Regions from separate parts of the Hordeum vulgare genome. Here region 2 is linked to region 1. A link is a contact called in public Hi-C data. All regions are on one chromosome and are shown on one strand. Each heading gives the region's core, a stretch centred on a gene start, on an enhancer-like site or on the middle of the called end of the contact. The rest is flanking DNA. Distances are from core to core; before and after follow the strand shown.

Region 1 (6,543 bases), core at 2,467-4,966:
TTATGTGTAAAACCTGCTGGTGAGTTGAACAGCAGTGAGTGCTCGCTGCAATTCACCATTCCTATGCCTGGATGTGGCTTGTCCATGATATGGTTCTTTTAGGCGTGATCCTTTCCTCTGTCCAAGTTCAATCAAGTCTTTCAGCATAAAGTTACCAACAAGAAGAAAAAAAAATTGCATCGGCCAAACTAACAGCAATAAGCCACAGCCATCCAATAATGAAGCACGGTAGCTCAGCAATGCATTTAGCAATAAAGACTTGACGTGGCTTAAATAATAGTGTTCCGTAATAATTAATTTCAGATTAGTACATAATGGTTGTCATGCTCATACGAGTAGACGGGAGCAGTAACACCACAACTAAATTGATTTTAAGTTGGTTGTGCCTGTGTGTTGACTAAAATAGCTAAGCATAGACATTGATCTCCGGACGCAGAAAACGAGAAATAGAACCTTGATTTTATGAGATCTCCTTTCTTTTTGGAGATGTGCAGTCTTGTCTGCTCTCATCACATCCCATGATTTCTTGAAGTAAGATGGATCAGAATATCTCTTCAAACAAGCCCCAGCACCAGCATTATCAAATCTGAAAATAAGTCATTAGAGACCCAAAATCACTTGAAAAAAAAAAACAAGCATCCTTACTTGTCGAGAAGGTAAAGTCGTGGTGGGTCTCGACATTCTTCATAGGAATCCATCATAAACCGAGGCAGATCACTGGATAGGAGATGATTTTGCTCATTTTGAAGTTGTGTGTGCCAGTCAGAACCTGCATTAAATTAGCAAATTAAGTAAAGCTGCATGATGATCCTAAACCAAATTGTTGGTTATGATCAAGAGACAGTTGATTATGAGACTGTTAGAAATAAGCCGTTTTCTAACATCTTGGCCCGGTAATGGTAAAGCAAAAGCTAGATTCATTATTCATTCCCGCCAGCCAGGACTGCTCTAACATTATGGATAGATTAACTTATTAACCAAAAGGTTTGTACTGATTAGTTGATAAAGTCAACATCAGCCAACTTCAACTACTACCAATACACTCCGACAAATTAGTGTGAGCTAAATATGGGCAAAATGATTATTGATGACTAAAATGTGCGCAAGAATCCTCAGCTCGTTATTTTTTTCTACATGTGAACACATGCATAATCATTGATGAACTACCTGGTACATAAGCAAAATGTATATGGCTCTTCTGATTCTTCACAGCTTTTTCAAGAGATGGAAGTGCTGCTTCAATGTTCTGTACTCGAGTCAACACCTTACGCCCCCTAGACGATGTAGTTATAACTTGCTCGTGTAGGTCATGAAAAATATCTGCCGCAAATCTGGTATGACCAAAAAATATCTCAGGCTTAGTACACTAAACGTTAACAAATTAAGATGAATATGAGAGGATTTATAGTATTCCTGAAGCCAACTCAAAGCCAGCAGATCAATTCTACCTGACACTGTCATAAGCATATGGCATTAAATTTTGGGGAGAAATAGGCAATGCAATGACAAATAATAAAACGGTAAAATCATAAATAAATAAAGGGCAGTACTCTGCGTCGGCGCGCCGGCCCAATGTTTCGGCCGGTCAGCCCGGATCAGTCCGATTTGCACGCGTGTAGCCGTCAGATCTCCCCCCTCCTCTTCCGCATCCCATCTTCAACCTCCCACACGGAAGAAAGAGAGAAAAAGGAGGGTGCCGCCCCCGCACACGCTGCACCCCACGCCTCGCCTCCTCATCTTCTCTCACCGCCAGTCATCACTGGTCGCAGCCCCCTCGCCGTCGGTCGCGGCCCTCGCCATCGATCCCAGCTCCGCCATGATGCATGTAGCAAAATACCTCTCCGGTTGTAGCAAATCCGAGGGACGGTTGCAACAAAAAAAAGCCATCACCGTAGTAGGCCGCAGCTCCGCCATGACAGATGTAGCAAAATCCGTTGCCAGTAGTAACAAAATTAGACGACGGCTGCAGCTTTTCGATCAGCTGGTTGCAGCTTTCAGGGTGGAGGTTCGCCTCGTCGGAGTGGAGTTAAATGGATGGACGGAGCCCCTGGTTGAAGCTTTCTCTATTGCCGGTTGAAACATCTTTCATATACCGTTGAAGCTTTTTCTGTCAACAGTTGCAACAAACGCGAGCATGGTTCCGCCGTCACGGGTCGCAGCTCAGCCGTGATGGATGTAGCAAAATCGCAATGCCATGTGCGATGTAGCAAAATGCGACGCCGGTGATAGCAAAATGCGGTGCCGGTTGTACCAAATTTCGATGCCGGTTGAAGCATGTAGTAAATTACGCCTTCGGCCATGGATGCAACTTCGCCGGCCATGCCCGTTGCAGCTCCAGTCACCATGGAGCAGTTCAAAGAGGGGAAATCGAGGGGAGGACACTGGTTCGATGCTAGGCTTCGAGGGTGCTCGCCGGAGAAGAAGACGGGGGCTCGTTGGAGGAGATCGCCGGGGTAGGATTTCCCATGGCAACCAGGAGGTTGGGAAAAAAGAAGGAGGAGGATGCGGGGATGAGGAAAGAGATAACGTGATGGGCCCTCCCGATTTGATTTGCTATAGCCGCGAGCGAGTGGACGAGACCGGCCGAAGCGTTCGTGGAAACGTTTACCATAAATAAAAGACTTCCCAAGAGTGGTGACATTTTTGATCACACAACCAGTAGAAATTGCTAGAAGCCATGGAAACAGTCGCACAAGAATTAGCAAACACTCCTTTATTCCCACATATTCAACGAATTCAACCAGTCACCCACTAAGCCGTCTAGAACAGGAACTTTTCAGAATCACGATCTATATAATATAGCTAGTGTGATAAAATAAATCCATCCTAACATGGGATCTTACCCAAACATGGCATACCTAGAGTACACCGATAGTTCCTACCAATTCAGCAAAGCATACCTCCAAAAACCTAGCAAACGCGGTAAAAACCCACTTGATTGTATAGTTTAGCTCGTATAACGCTCTGAAGACACAATTTGGTTCTACCCGACTCAATCCTAATGCTCTCTCGGAAATGAGCTCGAAAGCCACCAGTGCCCAAAACGAAATACTATCCAGTTCCAGCCACGCAGCACTGCTGCTTTGTCCATAATCGGCGAGCGGAAACCCTGCCATAATTCCTATAGTTCCTAGAACCCCGCACTCAATCTCGCGTTATCAAATGCAACCACCTCAACACCAGATCCCACTACCTTCCAATCACCCCCAATCTCAAGCACAAACACCTCAACTCCAGTAAACCAGCGACCAAACACTTCCCCAACCGTAGTTGCCCGCCAAAATCACCACACACGGAGAGCAGCAGATCTCACACTGGAAGGCTGGAAAAAAAGCACACACACACACACACAACTCGCCGAATCGAATCACGCAGGAAAAACTGAAATCAGACCGCGAGGCAGGGAGCGACGGAGATGAGGGGAGGGGGCGGCTTACTCGGCGAGATCTCCGAGCTGGCGCAGGATCCCGACGAGGCCCGCGACGGCGACGCCCTCGAGCAGCGCCTTGGGCTCGGCCTCCCCTGCGGCGGCGGCGCCGGCGCCGCCTCGCTTCCCTGCCCCCGCGGCGCCGTACAGCCCGGGGTCGCCCAGCCCGACCTCATTCCGCACCTCGAACCTGACCAGCGGCATCTCCGCTCCACCAACCACCGAGCGCGCGAGAGCGGGCTCCTCCTCACCGCCGAGCAGCGGCCATCGTGACGCCTGGCGGTCGCTATAAATGCGACGCCGCAACGGCTACTTTCCCAGTGGGAGCAGGTGCGCCGACTTTGGGGCGTCACAGGTTGCCGCCTCCGCACGGAAGGGGGCGGCCGAGGCGAGTGGCGGGGAGGGGGGGAGGAGTGGAGGCGACGCCGAGGCGCGTGGCGGGGACGGGGACGGGGAGGGGAGGGGAGGAGCGTCGGTCTCCGACAGGGTGCGGGGCGAAAGGGACGGTGGGAAAGGGAAGCGCACGCAGCGCTGCGGGCACGAGGGGGGTGGGCAAGTGGCGCGGCCTGGCGACTGGTGAGTGGTGTGCGCCGCGTGATTATGCTTCAGCTCTCGGGCTCGGCTTGGATTTGGATGCTCGATACCCGGTGCCGCCGCTATGTTGTGGTGGGAGGCTGCTGTGCTGTGCTGTGCTGTGCTGTGCTGGGTCGCGCGGGGGCCGGGGGTGCTTTGCCATTTCCGGCCGTGCTTGGCCCTTCTTGGTTTTCACTTCCTCGGGGTGTCTTTTCGTTTTTGTGCCGGGGGTTGGAACATGCCTTCTGTGCTTTGCGTTGCGGTGTGGTCACGTCAACTGCGCGTAAAAAATGCATGCATGTGTGTGCGCTCTTTCTGGTCTATCTTTTCCTCTAGCACAAGGATTTATATGGTATACGTCTGTGTGCATATTTCTTTTTCTCGAAACAGTGGCATCTTTTTTGACTCGTCCCCTAATTAGGACATTATTAAAGAGAATTATACGGTTAATTATGAACGTAAATCGGTACAATCCGCTGAGCGATACACACACCTCTCGAAAGGGAGCCTCGTCGAGGTAGTAAACAAGTTTCATCGTCACCACTTCTGTCTAAGCAACGCCATCGTCATCCCTAAAGCAACTCTGACTTTGTGTAGAACGTCCCCCCACGTCGTAGAGGTCGTACGAGATCACATGAAGATCCGTGTCAGAACTCAGTCGTCAACGATGAGGAAAGTTGGCTCGCGAAAAATCACCAAACATACCACTTGCTATCTGTCATCGTCATCATCGAAGCCACATCGTCGCAACTTCGACTCCATAACAACAAAGAAACATAGGCAAATCCCGAAGACATGCCTAATAAGAGGCAACTACATCAACCATCGGTGTGTCCGTGCCATCGCTCACCGCGACATCTTCGTGACAGAAACCTCAACACCGATATCGTCGCCTTTCACGGGCCCTGCTTGTCTGCCAGCTCCAAAGAAGAATACCTCTAGAGGGGATACAACGCCAATGCACTATCATATCTAGGGTTTCCCTAAAGCTGCAGCGACATATTGATCCATGTCGATGGGGCGACAACAATTCATCAATGCCCTCAAGAAGGTCAATGTTGCTCGTGGTCATTGTCATCATCGGTCGTAGACCCAAGGACGGGACAAGCTCTTCACCCAAGCTCCAAACACTCGCTCAATTTCACATCAAAACCACCGACGCTAGCAAGCCCACCAACCACCACCGACGACGATGACAACGATGACTTCTATGCATGCTTTCTACTAAACCATTAAAAAGTATAGTAGATATTCTAAAATTTTGCATCGATAGGATGTACATGTATGTTTTTGTTTCTGGAAATTGTTTTCCTTTCGAAAGAAAACTGAACTGGTAGATCTGTATTTTTATGTGTTATTTATAACTAGAGGAAAATAAAGGTGCGGTATGTACTAGTACATAGCGGATACTCAAGATGGTCTATCTATTCTGCCTTTGTGATGTTGTTGAGTTATAATTAGGGTAGACCTAATTATTTAACGAACTGTCTATAAGATATGGATGCGAAAGTATAATACAGCCTTTTGTAAGTACTTGAGTCTTCACACCAGTAATGATGGTGGTAGAGTGGGTGATGGTGGCGCAGTGGTGCTCTATCATCGTGTCCCCAATTGAGAGCACATGGCATTTAATTTCATGACAATGGATAAACTGCCATGACTATGCTCTCCTGCCAGCTGCAGCTGGATACAACTGCTTATATGATGACACATTTCCATAAACAAACCATTCTTAACACCGACATCACAACTAGACACACATTCCAAACCTTGCAAAAACATCTGTCATGTATCATTTGATGTCCATATCTAATATATTTTTTACAGTTTAAACGGAATGACATGCATGAATTAAAAGTCATATGTACCATTTTAGGATTAAAGCACCAGTAGCATATGGTATTGTAACTGTACCTCTATTGCTTGACCTGAATCATCAGGCCTGCTACACTTGGGATCATGGTGAAACTTGGAAACGAAATGGGCCATCTATGCATTACTAATCGATTTATGGACCATCACTTCAATATGGTTGTTGGGTGGCACAGCCATATAAGGAGCTGGAGGGTTGCTTTATCCAGCGGCTCCCCCCTTTTAATCGCTGGTTCACATAGTAAAAGACCTATAGCGTGATCATGACCCAACCTTTTCTCCTCGCATCATTTCCCGGGTGGGGACATCACAGAATCAAGAGAGAATCGTGCATCGTGATGTCAGTGACCGAGGATTGGGACGGGCGGCGCCTCGTGTAGTACTAGGAAGGAAGAAGCGGCAGCGGGTGCAAACATTTCTTGCTCGTGGGGCCGCGGGGGTAATAGATGTGACGTGGGGCGCTGGTGATTTTGCAGATCGCCGTGCGGCATTTGATCTGCGTAGCGTGATGCTCAAGGGTGGGTTTTTATTGGTTTTACTGTTTCTCTGGTCCTTGGCGTGTCCTCCTTTTCTATTGCTTGTTTGTGTATGAGTGTGGAAGGATTCAGTAAGTTGTCGGCACGTACATGTCTAACTTCGACGAGACAACGATCTGTGGAGTGAAATAACCT
Region 2 (5,958 bases), core at 2,308-4,807, 640 kb after region 1:
GCGGTAGTACCGCTATGGTGTTACTGCCGTCCTCCCCTTCCGGCTCTCTTCCCCTTATAATTGCTCTCTCGCTTTATCGGTCCATTTTTCCACTTTGAGCGGAAGTACCGCTTGGGGGAGCGGTAGTATCGCTTGGGGGAGCAGTAGTACCGCTCCAGCGGTACTGTCGCCCTCCCTTTCGTCCCTACTCCCGCTTGTTTTTTCTCTCTCGCTTCCAATGATTCGTTGCCCTTTTGAAGCGAAAGTACCATTTGGGTTGGAGCGGTAGTACCACTCAGCCCAGCGATAGTACCGCTTGTGCACGAAAGGTGCACATAACGGTTGGACTTGGGGAGCACTATAAAAGGAGGTCTTCTTCCCCATTGCTCCCAACTCTAGAGCTCGTATTCTTCCCCCATTGTTAACCTTTTTCGAGCTTGCTAATTCTCAGTCACTCCAATGATTCTTGCTAGTTCTTGAGGGCAAAGAGAGAGGAGATCTAGATCGACATTTCCACCAATCACTTTCTCCTCTTTGTTGTGAAAACAGTGCGGGTGCTACGTGGAAGTGAATTCTCCACGGTGATACGTGGAAGTGAAATTTGAGAATCTTATTACTCTTGGCTGTTTGAGAACCCTAGTGCTTGTTCCTCTTGGGTGCCTTGGCGCCCTAGACGGTTGGTGGTGCCTCGGAATTCAATCATTATGGTGTAAAGCTTCGGGCAAGCATCGGGGTCTCCAATTAGGTTGTGGAGATTGCCCCAAGAATTTGAGGTTAGCTCAAAGCGATATTCCATTGTGGTGAAGCTTCGTGGTGTTGTTGGGAGCCTCCAATTAAGTTGTGGAGATTGCCCCAACCTTGTTTGTATGGGTTCAGTGACCACCCTCAAAGGTCCCTTAGTGGAATCACAACATCTTGCATTGTGCAAGGGCGTGAGGAGATTACGGTGGTCTTAGCGGCTTCTTTGGGAGCATTGTGCCTCCACACCGCTTCAAACGGAAATTAGCATCCACAAGGGTGTGAACTTCGGATACATCGTCATCTCCGTGCGCCTCGTTATCTCTTACCCATGCCCTTTACTTATGCACTTTACTTTGTGATAGCCATTTTGTTTCTTGTTATATATATTGCTATCACTTAGTTGTTTATCTTGCTTAGCATAGCCTAGTTATTTTAGGGTTTGTGCTTGACAAATTAAATGTTATTTTTATTCCGCATTTGTTCAAGCCTAAACCGTAATTATTTTAAAACGCATATTCACCCCCCTAGGCGACATCCACGTCCTTTCAAGCTTCCTCTCTGTGTCGTAGTACGCCTTCTCCCCCACTTTATCATAGCAACGACCATCGTGCGGGCACGCATGTGCTCCCTATCTGTCGTGTGCACCCGAACGAGCTGTGGCGAAGAATACTCTGAGAAGAGCAGCAGCTCCACGTTTACGTCGAAGATGTAAGTTACCTACTCGGCGGCAGTTGTTGTGGACTACCGATCGAGATGCATGGCGATATAGTAGTACGGAGCATTGTAATGCTCTGACCATGGCGACATGTGGACGGTGGGTGACAGCATCAGGGCTCCGCGAACCTAATCACGACTTCCACCACGTCTGTGACTAGCACGCCCACCACTAACGACGCCATTAGCACGCCCTCCATCGTCTTTCCGCTTCCTAAGTGTTTCTTCCTTTGTGGCCTTCATTTATGACGCAACTGTTTTGCCGCGTCGCTGAGTTGATCTTCCACGGGAGGGTGATGCTCAGATCCTCCGCCATCTCCACCAACTTCATCTCTCACAAATACTAGTCCGATTCCATGCATCGAGAGTGGGAGCGAAGAAGAAAGTGAGAGAAAAGGACATGAATTGGGTGGAGAGCGACGGGATGGAAGAAGAGAGTGGGAGGGTTTTGATATGAAAATAGTGCAGGTGCTACAGAAGCACAAGCTTCACCTTGCTTTTGGGTGGGCCATGGGTGTAAATGTACGATGTGTATCATGTTCGGACTCCCGCAAAGCCCCACATGTTTGATTCCGGTTTGCGGGGAAACATGGTCCGGACCGCTCCCGGTAGAGGACCGCGTTGGATTGCCTCCGGGATCCCAACCATACGGTGTGCATGTATATAGGCGAAGAAATGCCCTTATGCTTATGGTATGTACCAATGGGGAAAAGTTCAATTTTCATTTCTTTTATTTGATGCAAAGTTTTGATTACAAAACTTCCCTTGCAACGAAGATTTTCTCATGCTTTCTTGGAACCGAGAACTTTCTTGGTGCAAAACGAGACAACGATCCTCCTCCTCAAGTTCGTTTGCTAGAGTGGATTAGATGAAGTTTCAATGTAGATTCCTACCAGCTCCTCACGCCTCCGTAGATCGGGTTCCTTGTTGTGCATACTCGATGGTGAGATTTGATGTTAGGTTTTTCGGATCAATTCAAGGGTTCAACAACGGCGGTTGTAGCTTCTGGGTGTTGGTCCTTATAGGCATGTGCGCGACAACTTCCCCGTTGTCATTGGTAAGGTTAGACCGACTTTGATACATGAATAGTTCGTCGGCGGTTTGTTCTAACGGCAACAATGGTCATCAATAGTCTAGGGATCTTGATGCAATTCTTATTGTGTTTGGGATGCTTATATTTTGATTGGACCTTTATAGAGTCATTTTCGTAGAAAATAAAACTGCACATTGGTTCACCTACATTTGTGTCTGTAATTAGAGATCCCTGACAGTGTTCATAACTACGAAAACAATCCCCTGGTCCTTGCTGCCGGCAGTTGAGACAGTTTTCGGTTTTAAGACAATAATAACATCCAACTTACTCATCAACGAATGAATAACTCAGCAATCCCCTGGTCTCTCATGAACGCTGGAAGAGGGACAACAATTCACAAGAGACCGCTCTAGCATGGGCAGGCTAGCATAGAATCTAAATCCAAATACACACGTACCACGACCATCAAATTTATGAGCACATACGGGTGGCAGTACCAGCTACCAGTAGCGTCCTGCTCCTATGTGGGAGTTGATGGCGATGTGCGTCTGGATTCCACCTACATTTGTTTGTGATTAGGTGCGGCCGACAGTGCTGATAACCACGAAAACCATTGCGCGTGGTCCTTCCCGCAGCATGGAGCCGAGGCCGTTTTTTTCCAATAAACTAACACGCAACCGCAACTTATTCATGCACCACAAGTTATCTGTGGAGATCTTTGTTTCTTTTCTTTTTCTTAGAGATAGAGAATGATTATCTGCGTGCTCCATTGTTGCTGACTCATTGTTCTGTTCTAGTGGAACTTGGAGCTGGAGGCTATATGCTTCCAGCTGTTTTTGGCACCTCCGTGTAGTGTGATCGTCGCTCCCTGTATTTTTCCGGGTTATTATTGTACTGACTAGTGGACAACTCGAGCCATCCCAAAAGTCCCATAATTCCACCTACCTACTCGCCACTTTGGTTTGCCGTTATACGGCACTCACAAAGCTGAATATTCCCAGAATACAAAGTACATTTGTTTATACGACGAGATAGATATTGTTGTACGGTTTTCTTTACTTATTGTACTATATAATACTCGTATTTCTCAGCTATCTGATGGAGTATGTTCCCCTTAAATTCTCAGCCTTCACGCGGACACAACCGTGCACGCACCATGCCTACCTCCTCTGCTCCCCGCCTCCTCTTCCTCTGCTTCTTCACTCTGCTCGCCCACTCCCACTTCTCCGTTGCCAGGCCGCACCGCCTCGGCCTCTCGGCCGAGGACGTCGCCACGGTCGAGGCGGCGCTGCCGGCTCGCCACCTCGCCAAGGCCAAGACCACCTTCTTCGAGGTCAACCGGCCGCTGCACCCGCCGCGGGGGAGCTCGGGGCCCTGCTCCACGCTCCTCCTCTCCCAGTCCTTCGCGCTCACCCTCAACAAGCCGCCGGTCACCGCCGCCTACTCGCCGCCGTCCTGCCTGAGCGGCGCGGGGGACGTCTCGCTCGCTGTCCTCGAGTGGCGCGCCGACTGCCACGGCGTCCAGTACGACCGCATCTTCGGCGTCTGGCTCGGCGGGGCGGAGCTCCTGCGCGGCAGCACCGCCGAGCCGCGCCCGGGCGGCGTCACGTGGTCCGTGCACAAGGACGTCACCAAGTACGCGTCCCTCCTCGCGGCCGGCAACTCCACGCTCGCCGTGTACCTCGGCAACCTCATCGACGACACCTACAACGGCGTCTACTACGCGAACCTCACGCTTCACCTCTACTTCCGGCGCAAGGCCCAGCTGACGGCGGCAGCGTCGACGCCCGCCGACCTGATCGTCCCCGTCTCAAGGAGCCTGCCTCTCGACGATGGGCTCTGGTTCGTGGTCCAGAACAAGACTGACATCGAGTCCACGCGCGTCGCCGTGCCGGCCAACGCTTACCGCGCGGTGCTCGAGGTCTACGTCTCGTCCCACTACTCCGACGAGTTCTGGTACATGAACACACCGGACCAGAACGGGCCATTCCGCGAGGTCACTGTCTTGCTCGACGGCGACGTCGTGGGTGCCGTGTGGCCGTTCCCGGTCATCTACACCGGCGGCATCAACCCCCTCATCTGGCGCCCCATCACCAGCATTGGCTCGTTCAACCTGCCCACCTACGACATCGAGCTCACGCCGTTCTTGGGGAAGCTGCTGGACAGCAAGGAGCACGAGGTCGGGTTCGCGGTGACCAACGCGCAGAACTCGTGGTACGTGAACGGCAACCTCCACCTCTGGCTCGACCCCAAGGGCTCCACGACCACCGGCGGCCTCATCTCCTACGACGCGCCCAAGCTGTCGGGGAGCATCACCTCGCACTCCGTGGACGGCATCGACGGGGAGTACCGCGCGACGGCGAGCCGCAACATCTCGGCCACGGGGTGGGTAAGCTCGTCGCGCGGCAACATCACCACCACGTTCGCCCAGCGTCTCAGCTTCGCGAACTCGAACGTGGTGAGCAACAAGGGCGGCGCGCAGGTGATCAACCAGACCACCGACGCTCACACCGACGTCGGCGGCGGCGCGTACGCGCAGCAGGTGCACCAGAGCTTCCCGCTCTACATCTTCCAGGGCGGCAACGGCAGCGGCACCTCGTCGCAGCGGCTGATGCGGCGCGTGGAGATCGGGTTCGTGGAGTCCCGCGCGGGCGGCGGCGGGGCGGTGACGAGCACGCTGCGCAACGAGCAGGTGGCGGAGGCGGAGGTGGTGCTCCGGGACGACCAGGTGGCCGGCGCGTCGTGGCGGATGCACCAGGTGTACAACTACGGCGCCAGCAACGGCGGCTGCTACTTGAGGAACGTAACCAGCGTCGGCTACGACGTGCTTTTCGACAATAATGTGGCGTCGTGCGCCGGGACGCGCCGACGTTGACGCCTGTCGGCCGGCGCTCGCTAACGTGGCGCGCTCGAGTAGTTGGCCGGGATAACAGGCTGGGAAGAGGCCTGGTGTAAACTGTAATGGGAACAGAAGTGGGCCCTAATAGTTTCGTACTACTGTAGTCTTTGCGTTATGATCGGTCGTCTCCTGTCCTTATAGCATAGCATCGGTCGGACATAGCAAATATGCCCCCCCTAAATAACGTGTTTGGTCACTCATGTTTTCTATTTAGTCATTCGTATTTTTTGGTTTTTTTCATATGTTAGATCACTTACATGTGATTGGTAAAGAAGAAGAGGAAAAAAAGATGGTCTGGGGGTGGGGTCGTGTTATACGCGGTGGACTGACCGAACGGATCGATGACCCCTCATATCCTTTTTATATTTGAGATGAGTACGAGGATTCAACTTAAACATATATGGATTATATGAATGATCCGATTAGGTCACTTTTTCTTTTCTCTCCTATCGGTCATTGGCCAACGCATCTGTGGACTTTTTTCCCTTCTCTCTCCTATCGGTAATTGACCGGACGCATCCGCACATTTATGAGGGTCATTTGGGACGTTCGACTGCGCATCCTCAAGGGTGTTTTAGACGTAAAATAGCGT

Evidence for each region. A called contact is a pair of places that touch in the nucleus more often than the background predicts.
Region 2: a Hi-C map of seedling shows a contact between it and region 1, with 5 times the contacts expected there. The contact joins the promoter of LOC123443173 here to the promoter of LOC123443170 in region 1. A contact is called at or near these places in 2 of 6 Hi-C or Micro-C datasets (leaf and seedling).

The regions. Positions count from the first base shown.
Region 1 is chr3H:115,191,887-115,198,429 of MorexV3_pseudomolecules_assembly, forward strand. LOC123443170 (SCAR-like protein 2) reads right to left here and starts at 3,717. Exons shown (of 10, transcript XM_045119463.1): 1 at 3,438-3,717; 2 at 1,168-1,331; 3 at 646-769; 4 at 454-586; 5 at 14-117. The coding sequence starts at 3,631.
Region 2 is chr3H:115,828,944-115,834,901 of MorexV3_pseudomolecules_assembly, forward strand. It overlaps LOC123443173 (peptide-N4-(N-acetyl-beta-glucosaminyl)asparagine amidase A-like), which reads left to right and starts at 3,558. Exons shown (of 1, transcript XM_045119466.1): 1 at 3,558-5,579. The coding sequence starts at 3,573. The coding sequence ends at 5,342.